Linked DNA regions of Sus scrofa: regions 1, 3, 4 and 5 are each linked to region 2. The links are chromatin contacts, called in public Hi-C and targeted proximity ligation maps. All regions are on one chromosome and are shown on one strand. The core of a region is the stretch at or near the end of the contact, and the rest is flanking DNA. Distances in the headings are between cores, read along the strand shown.

Evidence for each region. A called contact is a pair of places that touch in the nucleus more often than the background predicts.
Region 1: a targeted proximity ligation map of alveolar macrophages shows a contact between it and region 2. A contact is called at or near these places in 3 of 47 Hi-C or Micro-C datasets (embryonic fibroblasts, subcutaneous adipose tissue and undifferentiated spermatogonia) and 1 of 2 datasets of targeted methods (alveolar macrophages).
Region 3: a Hi-C map of liver shows a contact between it and region 2, with 4 times the contacts expected there. A contact is called at or near these places in 1 of 47 Hi-C or Micro-C datasets (liver) and 1 of 2 datasets of targeted methods (alveolar macrophages).
Region 4: a contact with region 2 is called in a targeted proximity ligation map of alveolar macrophages. A contact is called at or near these places in 1 of 47 Hi-C or Micro-C datasets (embryonic fibroblasts) and 1 of 2 datasets of targeted methods (alveolar macrophages).
Region 5: a targeted proximity ligation map of alveolar macrophages shows a contact between it and region 2. A contact is called at or near these places in 3 of 47 Hi-C or Micro-C datasets (embryonic fibroblasts, fetal liver and undifferentiated spermatogonia) and 1 of 2 datasets of targeted methods (alveolar macrophages).

Annotation. Positions count from the first base shown.
Region 1 is chr5:60,669,527-60,672,422 of Sscrofa11.1, forward strand. The region is part of intron 1 of ETV6 (transcription factor ETV6); the gene reads right to left. Among named protein-coding and RNA genes, the nearest start is that of ETV6, 110 kb to the right of the region's middle.
Region 2 is chr5:60,414,654-60,417,592 of Sscrofa11.1, forward strand. No RefSeq gene overlaps it. Among named protein-coding and RNA genes, the nearest start is that of BCL2L14, 58 kb to the left of the region's middle.
Region 3 is chr5:60,552,014-60,554,713 of Sscrofa11.1, forward strand. All of the region lies in intron 4 of ETV6 (transcription factor ETV6), which reads right to left. Among named protein-coding and RNA genes, the nearest start is that of BCL2L14, 200 kb to the left of the region's middle.
Region 4 is chr5:60,603,208-60,605,907 of Sscrofa11.1, forward strand. The region is part of intron 2 of ETV6 (transcription factor ETV6); the gene reads right to left. Among named protein-coding and RNA genes, the nearest start is that of ETV6, 170 kb to the right of the region's middle.
Region 5 is chr5:60,651,632-60,654,615 of Sscrofa11.1, forward strand. All of the region lies in intron 2 of ETV6 (transcription factor ETV6), which reads right to left. Among named protein-coding and RNA genes, the nearest start is that of ETV6, 120 kb to the right of the region's middle.

The DNA.
Region 1 (2,896 bases), core at 310-2,809, 260 kb after region 2:
GCCCACTCACAGAATAATCCTCATTTAAGGAAGTACTGTTTAATTGAAGATCTTTACTCAACCGACAAAGGAAAGGGGGACAAGAAGACTTGACACCACCTCTGTTTAAATTCAAGCACACAGCGTTTGTTAGAGCAATTAAATCAAGTGGATGAGATGGGAGGATTATTATTCGTTTTCAGTTAAAATGTGGCAAATGATGGCAAGAAACCAACCATTGTGTTCAGCTGGAAGAGGAGGGCAATTTACATCGCAGCTCGACATACCAACTGGTTTGACTTGCAGTCCACACAGAAACATAACTTCCGTTCGTTTCTGTGGTTTAACTGGGCAAAGTAAAGTGGGACACACACGGTCCAAAAATAAGGTGGTGGTGGGGTGGTGGGTGGTGGTAGGAGATCCGTAAGTTGCCATTGTGAAAACAAAAATCAAGAGCAGAAGAAAAAAAAAAAAAACAGATTAAAATAAAGCGAAGGGGGTGTTTACGTTTTGGAAAGAGTTCTCTAACATTTTAGACTCTATCAACTGTGCAAAGGGAAGCAGGGGAGTCCCCCAGCCCTGGACCAAAATGAAGCTTCTCTTCTGCTTATAACCTGGAAAGTTTGGTGGTTGTGGTAGGAAGTTTCAATTTTAAATGAATATATACATACTTTTTTTGTAATTTCCGAATGGAATCACTATACCGTTCCTGAGGCATCCTCTACTGGCAACTAGGGCATTTGAAACACTTCTGTTTAAACGCACTTCTTAAAGTTTCCTAGTGAATTTTTTTTTTGTTGTTGTTGTTGTTTTATGCTTTTACCTGCAGCATATGGAGGTTCCCAAGCTAGGGGTCAAATCGGAGCTGCAGCTGCCAGCCTACGCCAGAGCCACAGCAATGCCAGATCCGAGCTGTATCTGCGACCTACACCACAGCTCATGGCAACACTGGATCCTTAACCCATTGAGCAGCGAGGCCAGGGATCGAACCTGCAACCTCATGGTTCTAGTCAGATTCATTTCCACTGCGCCACCACAGGAACTCCCTCCTAGTGAATTTCTTACTGAAGGGCAGACACCCTCGATTTAAATTTCACCTCTGGATCAATCAAGGTGTCCTATGAAAGGTAGCCCAGAGGCAACACCTTCCACTTCACCTTTTGTGAACTTCACCAAACATCACACATATTTGGGGCAACTCTAACTTAAGGATGAGTTATATTTTTGGTGTTTGGTTTGGGGGTTTTGAGGTGAAAAAGGCAAAGACAAACACACATATGGGAAACATACAAAATATGTTTGGGGGTTTTCAAGGTGAGATAGGCTTTTTTTTTTTTTAAACAGTTAAACATAGTCTGTTTTTCTAGTGTAAAAAATTCTCCATAGGCTTCAACCCTCAACTAACTCCCCACCAATATACGTCTAGCTATCTTATCTACCGTTAACTTTATTCCCAGAAATAGCTTTCTGTTTTGTTGGGGTTTTTGCAGAAGTGAAACTGTTGATGAAGAAAACATCGTGCAGCCAGAGCTTTCAAATGGCATGGCGCGAGCGCGAGAAAAAAAGAAGGTGGCATTTCGTAAGACAGTGACTTTCTCTTAAAGCCAGGAGAAACTGACAAGATCCTGTAACTGGTCCGGACGCGTGAGAGAGGCCACCTCAAGCCCAGCTCCTCACCCTCACCGGCTCCATCGAGGTGGGAGGAACCCAGCCCTCACAGCAGATTTGACTTTGTTTCTTGGGAAGTCGATCGCGAAGCCTGCTGAGAAAAGGGTCGAGGGAGGTGTCACCTTGAAAATGTATACACTCTGACTTGCTACATTATCGTGTTGGGCCTTCTTTTTGTTGTCCTTTCTTTGGAGCAGCCCCCTGTGTGTTTCCATTTGTGCCTGGTCCCCTGTCCTTATTGCCACCTGAGTCCACACGGCACGGCCGGACCCCTCGTGCCCAAACAATTCGAGATGAAAACCGCCACACTATGTCATGATGACACCCCTAAAAAGAAGGCCCGAGACTAAGGGATTGTGGACCTCGAGGGCCGTGTACTCTTGGTGATGGTTTTCACTCAGCAATAGAGCAACACCTTAAGCCTGGGATGGAGGCTCTTTTCAAAAGGTTCGCTGACATGTGGAATCTGAAAAAAAGGACAGACTGAACTTCTTTGCAGAACAGAGGCTGACTCACAGACTTTGAAAAACTTATGGTCTCCGGAGGAGACAGTTTTGGGGGGTGCGGGATGTGCTTGGGCTCTGGGATGGAAATCCTGTGAAATTGTGATGATCATGATATAACTACAGATGTGATAAATTCATTGAGTAATTAAAAAAAAAGTTTCAAGGACGAGATTTGTGCGAAACAAAAGAAACGGTAGGTACTTTGACTAAAGGGGGAAAAAGCAAAATGTGCTTTTGGGCCCTCAAACAATATGCTAGTGGCCACACACCTACAGTGACCCTGGGTTTGTGGCCAGCAGCGGGAAAGGGGACCCCAGAAAGGATGCTGCCCAGTGTGGGCTCCTGTCCAAGGAGAACCAAACTCACACCTGGGGACCCCACACCACAGACGCATCTCCTTTATCTCTCTTTTTGTTCCTCTCTGGGGTGACTGACATGGTTCTCATTCTTTTTTTTTTTTTTTTTTTTTGGCTGCATCTGCGGCACATGGAGGTTCCCAGGTTAGGGGTTGAATGGGAGGAGCTACACAGCCACAGCCACGTGGATCCAAGCCGCATCTGCAACCTACACCATAGCTCACGCATGCTAGATCTTTAACCCACAGAGTCAGGCAAGGATCGAACCCGAGTCCTCATGGATATTAGTCGGGTCCATGACTGCTAAGCCACAATGGGAACTCCTGGTCCTCATTCTTAAATCTACTGCTGTAACCATGCACCTAATATCCACTGTGGCACAATCCC
Region 2 (2,939 bases), core at 173-2,672:
CCCCCCCCGGAGTCTTTTCCCTTCCAATTCTGCCTTTGATTTCAGATTTCCACTGATAACTGCTGAATTAGGAGAGCACGCCTTCTAGGATGTTCTGGAGGCGGTGGGGGAGCCGTGATGATGTCATTTTCCCTGAGGAACTTGTACACTGTGACATCCCTCCTTTTTTTTTTTTTTTTTTTTTTTTTTTTTTTTTGGTCTGTCCAGGGCTGCACCTATGGCATATGGAGGTTCCCAGGCTAGGGGTCTAATCAGAGCTGTTGCTGCCGGCCTACACCAGAGCCACAGCAACGCCAGATCTGAGCCATGTCTGCAACCTACACCACAACTCATGGCAATGCTGGATCCTTTAACCCACTGAGCAAGGCCAGGGAGCGAACCTGCAACCTCATGGTTCCTAGTCAGGTTCATTTCCGCTGAGCCACGACGGGAACTCCTTTCCTTCATTTTTTTTTTCAAGTTTTATTGACGTATCGTTGATTGACAAGGTTGTGGTCATTTCTGTTGTGCTACAAAGGGATTGATTCACTTATACACAAACACACATCTATTCTCTTACAGAGTCTTTTCCCACATGGGTTATCACAGAATGTTGGGTAGAATTCTCTGATGACACCCCTCTTTGAGTTGACCCGGCTGGATCCTTTCTACTTGTTTAGCTTCAGCTTTGAAGCGGAACATCTATTTGCCTGTCACACACTGGTCTCTTCGGGTGTCCAACTCATTCTGGTTTGCTGGGGACTTTCCTAGTTTTCATAACGAAAGTCCTGCCTCCTGTGTATCCTTTTAGTCCCAGGCAGACTTGGGCTGTTGGTCACCCCAGATGTCCGTGAAGTGCTGGGACGGTTTGATGTGTGCACAGAACATTCTAGATGGTCCTGGGTAGGAAATGCATTTGCTGCAACAAAGCATAGCTCTTGTCCTCTCTGCCCAGACTGAGAGGGGCGCCTAAGGCCTGGGGAGGGGTGGAGGGCACAAGGCAGAGCCCAGTGTGGCTTTGTGTGTTGTCCCCATGGAGGTCACCCCAGGGCAGAAAGTGCCCAGCAGATAGAGGTGCTTCAAGCAAAGCTGCAGTCATCCAGCCATCTCCTTGTGGGACGGAGCCGGGCCTCCCAGGATTCATTGAATGGAGAAGCTGATGGGGAAATCCAGGAACTCGCAACCCCAGGTCAAGCTGGGCTCTCCCTCCCAGAGGCCACAGCCCATCACGTGCCGAAGTTTCCTGGGAGCGCTGCTCTTCCCAGGCTGCTTCCCTGTCACCGGCTGATGCTGCAGGAAGCTGGGGGAATCAAAAGAGCCGGAGCCACAGTCCTTCATGAAAACATGGGGTGTAAAACAAATGACCTCGGGTATCCTGAGGGGGGGTGTGGGCACAGAGGGCACGTGGAGGATTTCTCCCACTTTCCCCGCACTCCCGGCTCACCCCCTGGGGGGAGGGTGCAGGGTGGTGAAATCAAGCCTCGGTTCACTTCCTGTATGAAGCCCAAGGAAGTCTTTGGCAAATCTAATCCAAAAGTTATTGCTCAGGCCCAAATCCAGCAACCCCTTCATGCCCCCTTCCCCCAGGAAAGGTTAAATAGTTCCCACAGGGTGCAAGAAAGGGTTATTGAAAACAGCAGTTTTTTTTTTTTTTTTTTTTTTTTCCTTAACTTCAGCACTTCTGGTAAATCTCTGATCCAGCATCTAGTGGTTAACCACTGATACAGGAAATGACATTTAACGTTTTTATCACTCAGCCAGAAATGGAAGAACAAGGCAAGTCTGTGTTTAGGGAAGATGGATGGCTGCCCACCACCTTCATCTTAAAGGCGCGCCGGCTCTTTTCCCAGTTGCTCTGGGTGTTGGCTCACATCCCCCTTGGGCTGCTCCATGCTGACTGTGAAGAGGAAAGGCGGCAGAACGTTCAGGGCCTTGCTGCGCAGAAGGGGAGCCCAACTGTTGTCAGCTGTTGAGCGGCCCTGGGTTCCCCTTTTGCAGGAGCCGTTGCGTGTGGGGACAGGCAGGCAGGAAGTGAGTGTGGATGCCCTCGGTCCCAGGCGCCACAACCACAGCATCAGCCTGGGCTGGCGGAGCCCGGGGCCACCCGGTCGGAGTGAGGCTTTGAATGGAGCCCCGTCCACTGCTAAGCGGAGGATGGTCTGCACGGGGTCATCGCCTCCTCGCAGACAATCCGCGAAGCAAGAGCGTCGAACACCACAAACCACAGCAAGACAGTGCATTTGGTTTCGCTTGCAGTTTCCCTGGGTCACTGGGTTCTTCTCCATCGCTTTGTTGTTGTTGTTGTTGTTGTTGCCTTTTTTGGATGAGGGGTTTTCAGTGCAGCTGCAAAGTGGATTCCTTGTAAGAACAAAAATAACACCACCAACAACAGTAATAAACACTGAGATTGTTGAGTGGTAAATAGTCCAGATGCATGATCTTTACTTGCTCAGAGTCTAGAGCTGGTTGGCACCATAGCCAGGCAGGAGTTGAACCCAGGTGTGTGGTTGCCAAAGCCATCCTGCCCTCTGGTCATCTACTAGCAAGCCTGACCCCTGCCACACCCACTGGGCAGAGAATTGGGAGCCCCAGGGTCCTAACAGTGGGCACCCTGCCAGAGTGGGGGTGAGGAAGGTCAGTCAGTGCCTTGTTGGCAAAGATGGGTATCTTCCCATATTAACTAGGGCCCCAGGGTCTCTGATAAAATCTCTGGGTGCCGCCCTTTGCTTAGCAGGAACTCAGATGATCCTGATTTTGTGAGGAGTCACTCAGGTGCAAATTCCCCCTCGTCCTCCTGCTCTCTGCCATCTTCCTGCGAAGATTCCTGCCCTTCGGATATGTCTCCATCATCACAGCTGGCAGGATGGCGCAGTGGGCAAGCCCTGCCCTGGAAGGCAGGGAAGTTGGGTTCTGTGTCCCCTCTATGAAGCTGATGGCTTGGCGAGTCCCCTCTTTTCTGC
Region 3 (2,700 bases), core at 13-2,512, 140 kb after region 2:
CCTAGCCTGTGAACTTCCATGTGCTGAGGGTGCGGCCCTAAAAAGAAAAAAGAAAGACTTAAGAGACACATCAAACCATCTGCAAAGTACAGACAGACTTGCTTGGGTTGTGATTCAAATCAACTATAAAAACTCTTATGAGACTGTTGGAAAAATGTGCACATTCATAAAATAGCTGATGATACTGAGGTGCTATTCGTTTTCAGGAGATGTGAAGGATCTCTGATTATAATTTTATAAAGGGATTTAAAGTACTCAACCTTGCAAGATACAGGTTGGGATGACAAGTACCAACTTCCTCACTTTAACCTCAGTGCAAGTAAATACTTACAGGGTACCGATTGGGCCCGTGGAATTAACTTATTTAATAGCTGCGATAATTAGTATGATAGACATGATCTGTGATCTCTCAGGGATGAGGCACGTTTTCTTTTCAGAGCTAATATGGATCAATTCTGCCCTCCACAAAAATGAATTTATCTTTTGTCCATGGTTCACGTCTCATTTGTCACCGAATATGATCACGGGAAGCCATATTTAAGACAGCTGCATTTTGAAGTTTCATATATTTTCTTCTAAATGCCATTTACAGAACGTCTCCCTTTCATTAAACTTATTCAGGTTTAAAAACACTCAAGGATGATGAAGACGATGTATTTCAAAATCCCATTTCCCGAATCCATTTCCTGTCTTACAAATTTCCAAACGGACACAGGCGGTGGCCAGTCGTCTGGTTACCTGCAGGCTTTCTTTGATGTCCTGGGTTTCAAGGCTCAGTGGATGGGTGTGCACTCAGGACAAGCCTTAGGAAGTCGGGGAGGGCTGCGAGAGGAAGAACTTTCATGCTAAGGGGAAAAGAGGAACTGATGTAATGTCCTGGAGAAATTTCACTCTCTGTTCCTGCCTAGATTTTGGGAACAATGACGGAGGGAGATAGTGCTCTGGACAATCCAGCTCAGATCTTACTTCTGACTCAGGATCTGGGCAGGAACAGGACTCGGAGGAGCTTGATTTATTTATTTCTCGGCAGACACCACTGAAAGAGGAAGTACTTGATGAAGCTGATAACATTAATGGCAGAGAACTGGATCTAAGGGTATTTAATTCCAGGCTCCTGGTGGTCTGGGCACAACCACTGTCAAGGCCGAAAGGTCTGCCTTGAGCCCTTCCAAGCTTTGTTTCAGGTTGCAAAGCACGTGCCCACGTTTGGAGTGGATTCTGACGTTGCTGCCCTGCTGCCTCTGTTATTATAAGTTGGCAGCGGGGTATGGAAACTTATGAGACCAGAGGCGGCAGGCAGAGAAGCTCCGGACACAGGAAGTGCACTGAGAGGACAGTGGGTGCATTAAATCCCCCAGATGTAGGAGTCTTCTGTCTAAAACAAGAAGTTTTTTTTTTTTTTTTCGGTCTGGCCTTGATGTCTGGGTTTGTTCTTGGTGAACGGCCCAGCTGGAAAACTGGGAAATAATCCACATTGCCCTTGGTCTGAAGGTCTTGATATGGGAGAGAAACACACAAGGAAGAGAGAGGAAAAGCCGCAAGTAATCGGTCAGTGGGAAGACCCAGGTCTGGTTGGGACCTCATTCTGAAAGTACTTTCTGATCCCAAACCCTTCTCTCTGTAGACCTCTTCTAGATACAAACCAGCCCTTCTTCTCACTACCAAAGAGTCCCCCACAAATTAGGACTGTGAATGTGATGGTCACAAAAAAGGGCTGATTTCTTTTCTCAGCTTCTTTTCTCATTAGAAAAGTGTCTCCAAAATTCACCCACATTTGACCCAATTGGAGCTCCCGTTGTGGCGGAGCAGACATATCCGACTAGTATCCATGAGGATGTGGGTTCGATCCCTGGCCTTGCTCAGTGGGTCGGAGATCTGGTGTTGCCATGAGCTATGGTGTAGGTCACAGATGTGGCTCAGATCCTGCGTTGCTGTGGCTGGGGTGTAGGCCGGCAGCTGCAGCTCTGATTCCACTCCTAACCTGAGAACTTCTCTTTGCCACAGGTGCAGCCCTAAATAGTCAAAAGCAAAAAAAAAATTTTTTTTTTGGACCCAATTTAATCACAATATATAATGATTAACTAGTAGACCCTAAAAAACAAAACTCTGCCTTTGGTTAAAGTCTTGGGGTTTGACTAGGAAATTTCCAGGGCAGAGCACAGGCTAAGATCAAGTTTCTCTCACACCCCAGGATCACATTTCCCCATTCATGCTTTCTCTAAGCCCATGGATGATGATAAGAGAAGTTAGGGAGATGAAAGTGGTGGGGGGGGAGCAGGTAATTCTCACTCATCATCCTCAGTGATCCATATGCCCCCGCAACACCAAAGAGACCATTTCCCAGACAGTTTAGTAGGAACAATGCATGATATAAAGACCTATACGAAAATGAAAGGCTCGAGGCTTTTTTTTTTTTTTTTTGCTTTTTAGGTCCGCACCTGCAGCATATGGAGGTTCCTAGGCTAGGGGTCAAATTGGAACTGTGGCTGCTGGTCTACACCACAGCTCACGGCAACGTCAGATCCTTAACCCACTGATCGAGGCCAGTGATCGAACCCGCAACCTCATGGATGCTAGTTGGATTCATTAACCGATGAGCCAAAACGGAACTCCTGCTCCGAGTTTTGAGATGGAATTCAAAACAGATTTCATATACATACTCGGGTTCTGTCACCCCCTGATACGACTTGTGTCCCCCCA
Region 4 (2,700 bases), core at 169-2,668, 190 kb after region 2:
TGTCATTGCACTGGTGAAATATGCAATGTGCCAGTTAATAATAGCTTTACAAATTCACAGAAGATCAGATAATAGAGGTTTTACTGTAACAGGGTTCATGATGGTTAAAAGAATCAATGCATTTTCCAAAAGAGCCTAAATCATTTCTAGGAAGTAACTCATGCTCTGCGAGAATAGGGCAGGATTTACAAGGAAGTGCTTGGTACTCCCTGGAAGGAAAAGTGCTATATAATTGTAAGCTGTTCTTTATTCTGTGCCTGAGGTCCTATCCACTACCCATACAGGCTCTCCTTAAATGGAGTGGAAGATTTCTCCAGCCTTTCCTAGATCCAAGGAACAGAATGCAGCTCAGGATAGGCATATCACGAGAAGAAATCTATTCAAGGTCACGTGTGGAAGGACCCTTTGCTTAAAGGAATTTGGGCTGGAAAAGAGTTCTCGGCTCTGGCTTGAAGAAAAAGAGAGGAGGCAGTGCAGGAGAGAGGGAGGGAGGGAGAGTCACCCCACATGCTACTCGGCCACCAAGGACAGAGTTTCTGCGCGGTTTCATTAGAACATGAAACCTATTCTGTCGACTATGAGTCCACTGTGAGCTGAAAAGGAGTTAGTTCACTTCCTTAGCATCTGGGGTCCCATCATTCTGAGTCATGGCCACATTAACTCTGCTACTGAAAAAGCAAGAGCTTGGCAGCACAGCCAAGCCCACGGTCACGGTGCCCATCCCATCACGCAGGCAAGCAGGTTTCCCCCAAGTGCAGTTCAGTAAGATGGGGTGCCCTGGGGGATGGGCTGCGGAGGGGAAGGGTGAGGGGAGGGGGCTTTCTGTTCAAAGCTGGCTACTTTCTCTGTAGAATTCAATTCTCCCCAACTGGGGAGGATGGAAATCTCTGATTTCCTGTATCTCTTCTAAAACAATGAGGCTCTCCCACCCCCATCCTGGGAGGGCAGCTTAGCTGTGGCTCAGGGCTCTGGCTGAAGGGAACTGGCCTGGCTGAGCAGCCACTCAGCAAAGGGAGGACATTCATACAGGGCTTCCTGGGGCCTCATGGATGTCAGGGCGCCCTGCCGCTCAATCATGTAGCAGGAAATCACTAAGCTATGAGGATAAAGACCAGTCGGGGTCCCTGTGCAGCTTTAGGGCAGGTTTCTATTTCCCCTTGTGGTGGAGAAGCGGCTTCCAAACTGCATTCAAACAATACAGTCTCCAGCAAGGAAGAAATGAAACCCTTTAAATCTTCAGCCCTTGGAGCAGTACGCTCCCCTGCTGCTCTCAGCCTTTTGTTACAGTCTCAGGAATGTGTACTTAATAGAGAAAGCGTGGTTTTGTGGCTGCTCTGAAAGAATACCAAGGTGGGTAGGACAGACCTGCCTCTCACAAGAAACCCTCCCACTGGCTGACGGTGGCCCATGCTGGGGCCATGAGGAAAGCCACCAGGGACAGTGCACCCCCAGTCCTCTCCCCAAAGTGCTGGACTGAGAGGCAGGAAATAATCCCAAACAAGCCTTAAATGCATTTGAGGGAAGGTGTGTTGGTGAGAGGAGTGGCTCTAAGGAGGTCTGCCATACCGCTGGCAGTGACTAATGCGGGGGGGGGGGGTACCCGAGAATGTAACCTCCCTCAAGGGGCCTGTGCACAAAAAAGGCAGTCTGCTTCCTGTGATTTAGCCTAACAGCACCCAGCCCAAATATTGCAAGGACTAGTGGTGGAAGGGACCTGAGAGCTTATGCTCCCCAGCCTTCTGGTAAGAAGGCAAGATTCCCATGAGGAGTGTGAAGACATTTCCCAAAAGGGGGAAATGGCTAATAAAAATGGATAAGGGAAGGATAAAAAGTATTCTGAGCAAGCAGAGAAAGGTTCCTGATGAACAAATACCTCATTCCACATAAAACATTTTAGAGTGTTACATAAACTTTCGGTAAAGCCAAGGCTTAGAATTCGTCAGCATTAGGACACTGCTACTGCCACGTGCGTGCATCTGATTTCAAAGGGATGCTTTCAGACAGGGGGAGCCTTATGCACAATTCTGAAGCAGGCAAATTCCACCTTGGCTCCCCAGTTCTTTGCCCTTTTCCCTTCAATGACAGGATATGGTGGAATGAGAAGCAGTGCAGGCTTTGGGTCAGGCAGCTCTGGTTTTAAGTCCCAGCCCTGGCCCAGACTAGCTAGCATATGACCCCAGCAGGACACTTCATTTCCTGTCTTCATTTCCTAATCTGTAAAAAGTGGATCTCAACTCACACGGATTGCTGTGAAAATTACATGTGTGAAAGTGCTGGGTCCCCAGCAGGACTCAGAAAAGTTGCCTTTCTTTTCTTCTTTCTTCCCTTCTCTCCCTCTCCCCGAAACTTGTGTCGTGATCTACACATCCCTGTTTCCTCTCACCCCTCATCCCCCCATCCATTAAAATACGCTTCCAGGAAGAGATCTAAAAATGATTAATGTTCGAGTGAAATGACCACCCAGAGCTTAATGAGCCATCTCCCTGGTCTCTGGGCTTTTTAAAACAAAAATCCATGTTCAAGGGTAGAAATCCAGGCACTGAAGGAAGGACCAAGAGGTTTTCCAAAGGCAGAAAGTCTTTTCTGGAAACTGTGAAAAATGGACAGAAAAGCAGATGACCCCAGTGGCAGGGTCACCAGAAAATGTTCCAAAAGACACTACTTCTTGGAATGATTACCAGGCTTTGCGAAATTGTCTTT
Region 5 (2,984 bases), core at 295-2,794, 240 kb after region 2:
CATTCACTGAGAAACACCCCAAAACAAACTGCCACTGCTGACATATCTGGCAAGCACCATTCTTTTCCTGTTCATATCAGACACACTAATTAAAAATATCTAGCTTTTTGATGCAAGCTTCTTCATCAGACAAGCTGTCATACAGGGACTATTTCCTCCTTACTCTTCTGAATCAATCCTATGAGCAGCAGAAAAGGCTCTTAAAATTGATTAAACAATGTCAGAGTTGAACAGAACTTATTAAAGTCATAGAGTTTGACTTCCCCCAATTTTACAGATGAATAACTGAGGCTCATAAAGGTTAAAGAGCTCACTCCCAGCCACAGAGCTATTGAGTAACAGCCGGGCTTGAACCCTGGCCTCCTGACCCTAAGTCCGAGATTCTTTCTGCTACACCATGTGGCCTCTCTAAACCTCACACTTCATTTATTGCCCTCGCCCCAGAGCCCAAGCACACTGCACACAGAGAAAACCTCCAATAAACATCTGCCAAACTGATCTCCGAATCCTACACTCCTGCTGTTTCAATCGAATACTGTATTTCAATCCCAATAGTGACTAAATAGCAAGAGCTATTTGGCCAAGGCTTTAGAGGCGCATACAAAGTGCTTTGGAAGTCATAATCGAGTTTCCTCACCATACTGTGGAAAAGGCGCTGCTGTGCCCATTTTAGAGATGAGGAAACTGAGGCTGAGAGGTGAAGCCACTCGTCCCTGGTGACGATGCCAGTGGTACATAGTTAGAGCTGGCCCTTGGACATCCGATCCCCAAACCTGTGCCTTTTCTCCTCCCTTAGCTCAAGCCTAATTGATATTGACCCCAAATGATAACTGCCATCATTGCTTCTCCTGGTCTGTTCCATAAAAAGAGAAGTTTAATTCATCAGGCGTCTTCAAGTCCATTTAAAAAATGCGAGCTGTCTAAACTGCATAAAATGATACGTTCAGGTATAAGAACATCGTCGGTCCAACACAGAGCCTTCTTTTCTTCAACAAACCAGGCTTTGGACTCAGCTCCCCAGACCAGAAGAGCACTCATATTTACTGCCTGCATGATCTTAAAGGCCAGCCTGAGGAAATGGCTGCTTTTTCTTTTTTTCTTTTTTTTTTTTTTAAGCCCATTGCCGAAGACATCTTCAATCATTGCTTTGTGTCCACCGGGGAAGGAAAGAGGTCCTTTCTGTGGGGCTTGGCAGCATGGGGCTCGTAACAGAACCTTCTCGGGCCTCCGTGGGGGTCAGGACTGGGCCAAGCCAGAAAGAAAGGCAGCAAGAGAGAGAGAGATGCGCCCGGCCTCCCTGCTGGTGGCTCCAGGGCTGTGAAGACAGAGACGGTGGCAGCTAATGGCGGGGGTGGGAGGACGGGAGATGAAGCAGGCTGCGAGGGAAGGTGTGGGGGACGGATCTAATCCCGCATACAGAAACCTGTCAGGATGGGATTTATTTTTGTTCTGTGAGGGAGTAGAATAGGGCTTTGCCTGCACGCTCAATAGCTGTTTTGAAGTGAACCCGGCTGGTATGTCTTTAATTTGTCATTTCATTATGAAACTGTTTCCCTTCCAAGAAGCCTTCAAGTCAGGAAGCTCTGTCTGCCCACACAGGAAATTCCTTTGCTTCAACTTCCCCAAAAAGGAAATTTCCCTCAGAAGTGAGCCCAGCATATGCCTTTGAGCAGAGCTGTTTCAAGAAACTTTGGCAGCTGAGTCCTGAAAACACCCCTGGCCTGCTGGCTGCTGCTGGGAGGCTGGGATAAACAGTGCGGTTCTCACTCTGGGGGTGGGGACCCCACCGACACGGACCCTGGCCTGCCTCTGCCTCCCTCTTCCTTGTGCTCCTGAGCCCATGTGCCCCCCTGCCCACCTTGGGTCACACCAAGGGCTTGAACGCTCCGAGAGGCTTTCATCAAGAAAGGGGCATCTCCAAAAACTTGCCTGCCACACACACCAGCCCTGCAAGCTCCCATTCTTGTCCTCAATCCCCCCCTCCCTACATTTGAGATTTCTGGTAGAAAGATTGCAGTATTCCAAACAAAGAGCGTGCACAAAAAATAAAACAGCCAATTATAGTTCCGAAAGCATGTATATTGCCAAATTACCTTCTATCAGGGGTGGTGGATTTTTTTTCCCCACAAACTTTCCCGGTGAGGATTTTAAGTAAAACGTGCAGGGGGAGAAAAATATCCCAAACCACAGCCTTATAAAAATTAATCTCTCAGACATACTGTGAATGACTAAGTGGGTGAGAGCCCAGAGCAGCTGTGCTGAAGTGAATAATAATATATAATATTTTATGAAGCTTCCTAGTACAGAGGCATTAGCAGAAAACTGCCAGACTCTCAGTTAAGTTCTTAATTTTCCATTTCAAATCACTTCATTAAAAAAAAGAAAAAACAAACAAAAAAAAAAAGTTGAGAAAAAGAAATCTAAAGCACAAAAAGAGGGATGGTGCCGAACTTCAAACTGGATCGTAGGCAGTGGGACAAAGAGGCCGAGAGACAGAGGAGGAACGAAGGCAGCTCTGGATTTTCACCCTGGACTTAAGACGGAACTTGAATGGCAGAGCGATGGGGTCTGATCTTATTACACGATCCATGTGCCAAGACTCGGTAAGGGATACTGTTTACCAGGAAACAGAGTGATATTTAAGGGATAGCAAGAATCCTATAGCCCACTGAAATCTGAATATATTCACCCTGAGGTTTGGGGTTGTGGTGGATGGTTTCTATAGAGTGGATTTACGATCTTCTTTTAGGGAGTTATTCTGTTTTTCTAAAATTTATGAGGTTTTAACCACAGTTGGATCGCAGAGGGGGATCCAACACAATCTTTCGCGTTCTTCAAGAGAACGGGCTGGGGAATAGGTCTTTGGCTCAGCCTGGGAGGAAAGGTGTGGACTGGAGCGTCTGAGGGCCCTGCCCGGCCACCTACCCGCTCTGTGACGTGGGCCAAGTTCCTGAACCTCTTTAAACCTGACCTTTCATCAGGAA